Regions from separate parts of the Gossypium arboreum genome. Here all the other regions are linked to region 1. Evidence: chromatin contacts called from public Hi-C data. All regions are on one chromosome and are shown on one strand. Each heading gives the region's core, a stretch centred on a gene start, on an enhancer-like site or on the middle of the called end of the contact. The rest is flanking DNA. Distances are from core to core; before and after follow the strand shown.

Evidence for each region. A called contact is a pair of places that touch in the nucleus more often than the background predicts.
Region 2: a contact with region 1 is called in a Hi-C map of leaf, with 2.0 times the contacts expected there. The contact joins the promoter of LOC108474659 here to the promoter of LOC108467151 in region 1. A contact is called at or near these places in 2 of 5 Hi-C or Micro-C datasets (both in leaf).
Region 3: a contact with region 1 is called in a Hi-C map of leaf, with 2.7 times the contacts expected there. The contact joins the enhancer-like site here to the promoter of LOC108467151 in region 1. A contact is called at or near these places in 2 of 5 Hi-C or Micro-C datasets (both in leaf).

Annotation. Positions count from the first base shown.
Region 1 is chr2:21,116,814-21,119,599 of ASM2569848v2, reverse strand. LOC108467151 reads right to left here and starts at 1,353. Exons shown (of 7, transcript XM_053024435.1): 1 at 1,278-1,353; 2 at 1-59. The coding sequence starts at 48.
Region 2 is chr2:21,321,322-21,324,107 of ASM2569848v2, reverse strand. LOC108474659 reads right to left here and starts at 1,458. Exons shown (of 6, transcript XM_017776653.2): 1 at 1,184-1,458; 2 at 915-1,030; 3 at 716-834; 4 at 238-627; 5 at 1-141. The coding sequence starts at 1,342.
Region 3 is chr2:21,254,273-21,257,058 of ASM2569848v2, reverse strand. It overlaps the pseudogene LOC108475393. Among protein-coding and RNA genes, the nearest start is that of LOC108475827, 62 kb to the left of the region's middle. Within about 2 kb of position 1,403, at least 2 of the 2 cell types and tissues checked have an H3K27ac peak or open chromatin away from gene starts, as enhancers often do. A contact at or near this core is called in leaf, where this site is marked.

The sequences.
Region 1 (2,786 bases), core at 104-2,603:
CCCTTCAAATGTACCAATCCAATCTCCAGTTTCCCCATTTCTTAACATTGGACTGGAGTCTGAATTTCCAACGCATCATTAGAAATAGAGTTGATTTAACATTAAAACAAATCCCATTGACAATCCGATCAACCACAAATCAGATTTCCTGCTCCAAAACTACTATTCCATTTCAAGTTACAGAACAACAATAATTTAACAGTTTTTTACAACAAAACAATAGCTAAAGTCCTGCTCAACGCAATCTACATCAACATTGGAATCGAATTCACATAACTACAAGTCTACTTAAGAGTCTGCAATTCAATCTAATGAGACTAAAATCATTACTATATAACTAATAAAAGGAAAAAAAAAAAAAACTGGCAGTTAAAAAGCCAGCTTAAAACAGTAAATATATAAATAAAATTCAAAACAGAAAATCAATATGATCGGGAAGAGCAGAACAGACTAACTCAAAAGAAAAACCCAAATTCAATTCAACATTAGAGTAACTGGACAGAGATACATAGCTGATTATACCTAAATGATCACTAAAATAAAATTCAAAAGAAGCCCAGATTTTAAATTGGCGTGAATCAATAATGAAAACTGAAACCCATACCCTTACTGGCACTAATAAGAAAAAATCCATCAGGAGTTATAGGACTGTAGAACAAATCAACCACCGGCCTTGAATGCCCATGGCACACTAATGGCACAGTCACCTTTTTCTTCTCCATTTCTCCAATTTAACAACAAAAATAGTAAAAAAAAAAACCAATAAAACAAATACTTAATCCTTTTCGATCAATCTCGTTTAACAGCAAAAAAGATGATTTTTTTTCTTAATCTTAACAAAGTGGGTCAATATTACATAACTGGAATTGTCAAAAATTATGATACTTAAAAAGAAATGCTTTTCCTTTTCTTTTTTTCTAAGAGAAGGGTATAGAGAGGAAACCCTAAGTGTAGGGTTTGATTTCTTTATTACGCTGGAAATTTATAAATTGGTAGATAATAAGAAGTGTTTGGATATGAGAATCAACACAATTTTTTATTGATAAGAATATTTTTCAAAAAAAAAAAGAAAAGAAAAATATATAATATATAAGGGCTTTGAGAGCAAGGAAGAACATGGGAAAGAGGGGTTTATATAATAGTGTGAGGTTTTGGCATTTTGTTAGTATTTGCAAATGTAATTTTTATATATCCTCCCACTTCCATTCAAACTTACTCACCATATCATAACCCAAATTACGAAATTAAGCAATGAAATTTTTGTATAAATTTCTTACTCTGTTCATCCAATCGTGATCACAATAAAATTACGTCATCCACTATCTATTAGCGATGGAAAAATATTTGTTACACAAAGTAGATTACAAGGTTGATAAGTATTATATAATAGTATAAAAAATATTTAAAAATATGTACATGATAATTTTTTTAGATTATATGTGGAATAAAAAAGTATACATATTAGTTCTATATACACGAGTTGCATAATCAATTCAACTATACAAGGTCATTCAATACCAAGTCACGACATAATATCTGAAATCATGTAAACATTTATATTAATCATTATCAACTCATTAGAATCGACTACCAAGTACATATCACCATCATCATGTCATTTAACCATTAGATTTTGGCTTGATGAACTAAATAAACTGATACAGATACGCGGCTATCTAGCCAAAACATGCCAAAATGCTCAACCAAGCTAATCCAACCAAGAACACGTTTGGGCATTAGATGCATGGCCTGTAGACTAACATCCCTCCAGAAACACACCTTGACACCAAGTGCCAAGTATGCAGGCTTACATCCGCCTCCAGAAACATGTCAAAATCACTGTAATATAACTCGATAATCTACAACAAATGTTGGATTCCGATATATTCAACGTATAATATCAAGTCAAGTACTGTCACCTCATCAGATATCAATCTCATACAGTGCGCAAAATAACCTATTAGCATGACAATTGTATCATATCCTATGTTTATCCATGTAACACTCTCTAACCCATATCCGTCCCCGGAACAGGATTACAGGGCATTACCGGTTTGTACAGTTCAATTATAGTTATTTATTAAAATAAATGTTTCTAACCCTGCAAATTAGAACTTCAACCAATACAATTTGCCAACATTCAAATAATCCAAATACACTTAAATATACTCAAATCTTACCAATCTAAAACATTTTATAACCTATCCAATGAATCTTTTTAAGTATATCACTTACTTTATCAATTATTTCAACTTCATACTATATACCATTGCCAACCATAATTTACTTATTTCATCAATACTTTCACAACCTAGATGCATCCTAGGTACATGCCATTACCATTACTTAACATACTTTACCTCATTGAATTCGGGATCGGCCTGGGATATTGATTCAATGGTCTAGTCTTAACTTAACCTGCGCACGGAAACAACCGCACGCTAAGTATTCCATACTCAGTGGTATTACCATAATTCAAATTATAATAGCAGTAATAAAAAAAATTATAATAACTAAGCATCAAATAACGTTTCATTTTCAATAGCTTGATCAATCAAATTTATTCGATTTATCTTTTCATTTATTTACCCCTATTAACAAGACTCGGACCTTGACGGATACACAGATTCCAACCCAAACACACCACGGCACATTGTGCCTAAAACGGTACATAGTACCTGATCAGTATACGACACATAAAGTGCCTAAAACGACACACGAAGTGCGACGACACGACACGAGGTGCACGAAATCGACACATAAAGTGCACGATCGATAAAAGCCAA
Region 2 (2,786 bases), core at 209-2,708, 200 kb before region 1:
TCTGGATTTCGGCTTGCATTTTGTTTGTTTCTTCCCTTTGTTTCAGTGAATCTCTGGCCATTACAATGGCCTGGTATGGGTTTGCAACAAAATCTGGGTTTTCATTTTCCTTCAAAATGCTACCTTTCGTTTTCCTAGCAGCTGAAAAGTTTCAAAAACCAAGACATGAGACAAATGATTGAAGAACACTTTTTCGGAAATCGGGATCGTATTCAAATCCGAATAACATAAACCGACCTATAATAGGAGACTGTGGCCTTATCTGCCTGTTGTAATCCAGTGATTTTAAAGCTGATGAAGAATCATATAGTTCCTTCCGAGTTACAACAACAGCAGCTGGGGCAAGCCCGAATTCATCTTTTGACTTGATAAAATGCTGTGGGAAAGAATGTGAATCCACTGTTTGAGAAGCATTTATTTCCTCATTTTCACCTTCTGCAAACAAGAAGGAAAATGCCCTGTGCCTGAAATCGGAGTTTCGAGAAGCGAAAATTGATAAGAACTGGTTCACAGAAATTCCCAACTGGAAATCCCACCATGGAACTTGAAATTCCAGCTTGTTATACTTTTTCTTGCACACTTGCCATTGTAGTACCCGCAGATTACTTGCAACCGTCAATCCACCCCCTAAAGATTTCAAATCAGCACCATGGTTAAAACATATCCCAAGATAAAAACAAAAAAATAAACAATAGATAGGTTGGTGTTGAAGTACTTGAACAAGGAAACCAGTGATCAATGTCCCATGAAAGAGGTGAAGCTGAATCAGCATGGTAATACAGGACATTTCCGTACGGATCCACTCGGATTACTTCCGGATCAAACCCCGCGTTCCTGATTTAAACAAACCCATAGATATCAGAAAAACAAAACAAATATATATATTCGTAAGTTTTTCAGTTCAAGTTAATTACCCTAAATGACTTAGCTGCTTCCACAAGAGATTAATGAAGATTTTTGGCTTAGCTGATGGTCTTGCCTTTGGATCAATAAGTGGGAACAGTTCATCCAGTTCCTTTGCTCTCAGATTCTGCAAAATACAAAAAACAAACTAGTAGTTAATCTCCATTGCCTCGGTTCTCATTTCATCAAAAAGAAAAGAAGAACAAAATCACCCAAAACGCCAAAAACCCATTTCTTCTTAAAAGAATTTTTTTTTAAAAAAAGTGGTAAACAAAATGACCTCGTTTTGGTGCAAAACGTAAGGAATGAAGGTGAAAGGAGGGCCATAGGGGTAGGGACCAAGACTACGGTCCCGGCATATTTTGGCATAGGCTCTGGGGTATCCGAGACCCTCATCGATCACCATTTCCTCGTCGGCGAAGGCGTATTCCACTGCCATTTCTATCAGTGAGATTTTTTCTTGTGAAGATGGAAGAGACGAATGAGAGAAAATGTTGTGTTTTTGGTTTGGGAATTAAGAAATAGAAGCTAACGGTCGAATTGTGTGTATCATTAAACAATAATATAAGAATTTTCCTTTTTGATAGCTTTAAGTTAAGTGGTGCCACGTCAGCGAAATTCGAAGGGGGAGTGCAACGGCTACATTATTCTACATTTGCTGGGCTGGTCCCACGCCAAAATTAAATACTTGGCATTTTCCATTTATGTTATTATACAATGGCCGCGCAATTCGTTTGGTCCAATCGCCTCATAAAATTTATTTCATTATAAAAATATTATTTAGGCCGCCCCTCATCCTAAATATTTCAAGAAATTAATTTAATTATGTTTTTTCGTATTTAAAATTATTTTCTATAAAGAATTATCTTACAATATTGAATGAGAGGGTATCTTTCGAAATTTCTTTGTTAACGTTAGGTTGTGGGTCGTTGAGTAAATGTTTTTTTTTGTCATTAGCTTGATATTTTTAATTTATTATAGGGCGAGCTTAGAATAAATTTTAGAGAACAAATAAAATTTTAATTTTTATAGCTTATATCTTTATAATTTTTAAAGAATTAAATTAAATTTTTATAATTTTAAGAAAGCCAAAGTGTAATTTTATTTTTATTAATTTAAACTTTTTTAAAAATTTTAAGGGGCTAAATAAGAATTTTACATTTTAGGAGCTAGGGCCCCTGCCAGCCCCTAAATCTGCCCTCGCTTACTATCCCCTACTATTTGTTTCTCTTTTCTTTCCTAATATTATATTATAAATATAATTTAGAGATAAATATCAAATTTGTACATGAATTTTAATTTAGTGCAATTAGGCATATGAAACTTCAATTGTGATTCATATATATACATAAAACTTTCATTTTGATTCAATTGTACATATTTAAAAATAAATACATACATTTATTTTTACATTAAATTTATATAATTGTTTGTGTATGCAATATATCAATCTAAAATAGTACTAATTCGATAATGTTGTTAGTGATTTATGAAAATTGAATCAAATCAAAATTTCATGTAAGAAATCTCATAAAATCAAAGTTCATGTATGACATTGCACATTGAATCAAAGTTTATACATAGTTTTGATATTTATCTCATATAGTTTGTTGATAAACTTCCATATCTTTCGAGTTGATTCACATTTATAATTTGATTTTTGTGTTTGTAAATTTTTGTTCATCATAATATAATTATTTATTTACTATATTAATATTTAATCAATAATTAAATTTAGAGTTAAGATTAAATTATTATAATAATTAAACTGAAACATGAAAAATTATAAAATTATGACGTAAACTCCTAATCTTTTTAAAATTAATAAATTATGTAAGAAAAACATGTTATTGACTAATATATTATTCTCTAAGTTGAATCAT
Region 3 (2,786 bases), core at 154-2,653, 140 kb before region 1:
ACCAATAATGTCCAGTCTAAAATCCATATTATATTCTCTAAAGATGCGTGGAAATTTAGTATTTGCGCATCCTTGGCAGTTCCAAACAAAAAATGATAAATTTAAATTTAACTGAGAATTCATCGTAGATGATTTAAAGGGGCCATACTAAATTAATGTTGCTGCCGTGTGGCATTCTGGGTTTCTCTGCATCCGATTCCTAAAAAGGTTTTTAAACACCCCAACCCCATCCCTTAGAAAGAAAAAGGTAGCCCCGAAGAAAGGAAAGAGCGAGATGGTGGTTTTTGTTGTTCCCGCGAAGCGAAGATCATTCGCCAAGCGAATGAAGTGGGTCAACCTCTTTTTTTTTTCGGCCAAACACTTTTTCTCGCTGGTCGAGCTTTCTCATTTGCTTCGTTAAGAAGTCCTTGTTTGACTTGCTCTTGCAATAGCTCTACCATATTGGTGATAGAATCTGCCAGAGGAACTTTGGGAGGTGACGTTTTGAATGGGCTATCTTTATTACGAATTACTCTTTTGAGTTTTTGGCCCTTGGAATTGTTATTTATTTTCCCTCCAGTGGCGCATGTTGAAGATGTGTTCTTCTTTGGCCCTATTTTATTTTTGAATTGCCCTCCTTGAATTTCCCCCAAAGCACCATTTTTTTTAACGTTACTATTGAATGTTTAGATGGGTCTAACACTCCAATAGTTGGGGTTACGTAACTTCCAGCATCCTATCAGTAGTGGAGCTTTGACTCTGTTGTGAACCCAAAGTTGCTACTGATTGTGTGACATGAATTTTCCCTTCACATTGCACCGTATTGGTTATTTGGCCTTCCGTTCTGCTCATCACTGAGTTTTCTTCCAAATGTTGAGTCTGGGAAGCATTTGTGAAATTTATGTCTTCTCTTATGGCTCCATCAACTTCTGCCCCCTTTTTTGTATTATTTTTATTTTGTAGTGGATCTGATTGACTGTGGTCTCCTGGGTTGTACTTGTTTTGGTTTTCCTTAATGGGTGCCTTAGATTCTTTAATCTGGAAATAATTTTGATTATGCACACCTAGGCTTGATATAATTTCTTTACCAGGCCTTTTCCGAATTTGGCCTATAGGTGGTCCTCCATTCGGTGTTACCAAGGACTTTTCAGCAGACCTTGACTCCTTTTGGGTTTCATGGATCCTTCTCATGGACCCATTATCATGTAGATTTGGTTCGTCGTTTAGGGTTTTCAGTGCTTGAAATTGAGAGCTTCCAAGTCCCTTCTCTCTAACGGCGCTGTTGGTGTTACTCTTTCCTTTTGACCATCGCCGATTCCTTCTTTCCACAATCATCAAAGGCCCATAAGCGTCGGATTTATCAGCGCCGTTGCTTCCTCCTGAATCAGGTCTGACTTCTTGGATTAGTTCGTGCTCCTTACTGCCTTATCCCATCTCTTGTTGTTCAATCGTTGTCTTGGTGCAAATATCCTGTGTATGCCCATAATGGCCGCAAGAGAAACAAACCGTGGGTAAGTATTCATACTTGACTTTTTGCAGTAATCCATTGATAAAAACATGAGATATGAGAGCCTTCCCAAGATTCACATAGACCGCCATTCTTGCAAACCTTCCCCGAACGCCGTTATCAGTTTTAAAATCCAATTTTGCAACCCTTCCTATTATTCCCCCTATTTCTCAGAGTATTTTCCTTTTGTACATGTGCCCAGGCAAATCGGGTAGCCTTATCCAAGCCATGACCATATTCGGGTAGGGCTGCGAAGGACTGAAATCCATATGAACAGTTAAGTATTGGCCATATACTACCCATGGCGCTTGACTTAATACCTTCTCACAATCGGCTGGATTCTGGAACTTGGCTAAGTAGTAGCCGTTTTCGATGTCCATTAAACAAAACGGTTGACTCGGGCGCCATAAAGAATGGATCTTGTTTGTAGAGTTGCGTATCCGATGTTTCTACCTAATAACTTTATAACCACGGTATGTTCCATATCTTTTATGAGTATTTGGTTAATCCGGTCAAAGAAAGCCGGTATACCGTTGACCGAGGATCTGACAATATCTCCGTCAAGAATATCTAGGTCATCATCGTCTTCTTCTTTAGATGATGGTTCTACTTTTTCGTCTCCTCTTAAGCCTGTACCCATGAGGCGATCTTTCCAGGACCTAGGTCTGTCTGGAGCCGAAACAGCGTCCATGGCCACATCTGCATTGCCTTCTTGATTATTGATTATTTCAATTCTTGATAGTCGACTATCTCTTCTCCCTTCTCCAATTTTCTCTCGCTCTTCAGACTCCATTCACAAATTTCTATCAATTTAAAAAGTTAATAATATAAACTATAAAGACAAATTTAAGATTAAATTTGAATTTTAATGAATGTAAAGAAAAGCAGCATAATATGATGCCCCACGTGTCAATGAAAGGAAGTCCCTTTGAACCTTCCTCTTATTAAATTGTATGTAATGAAAAAAAGAAGTCAATTCCCAGTCTTTCTTACTACTCTCATTCCTTGTTCTTCAAGGTGTGTTGTTATTATTATTATTATTATTATTATTACTTTAGTCCTAGAATGACATCATTGGTGATCTTTTAATAATTTGTTATTTCTTATCTTTTTTATTTTTGCTAATATTAAATATTTTGTAATGTTTATTTCAACTCTTTAGATTCAAATTTCTATTATTTTAAAGTTAGAATTAATAGAATTTATTAGTAATGTTTATTTTACTTGCTTCTAATTTTAATCCATAATATTATTTATTGATTTATGTTATTATGCAAAAGCACAACAAAATGTTATCATT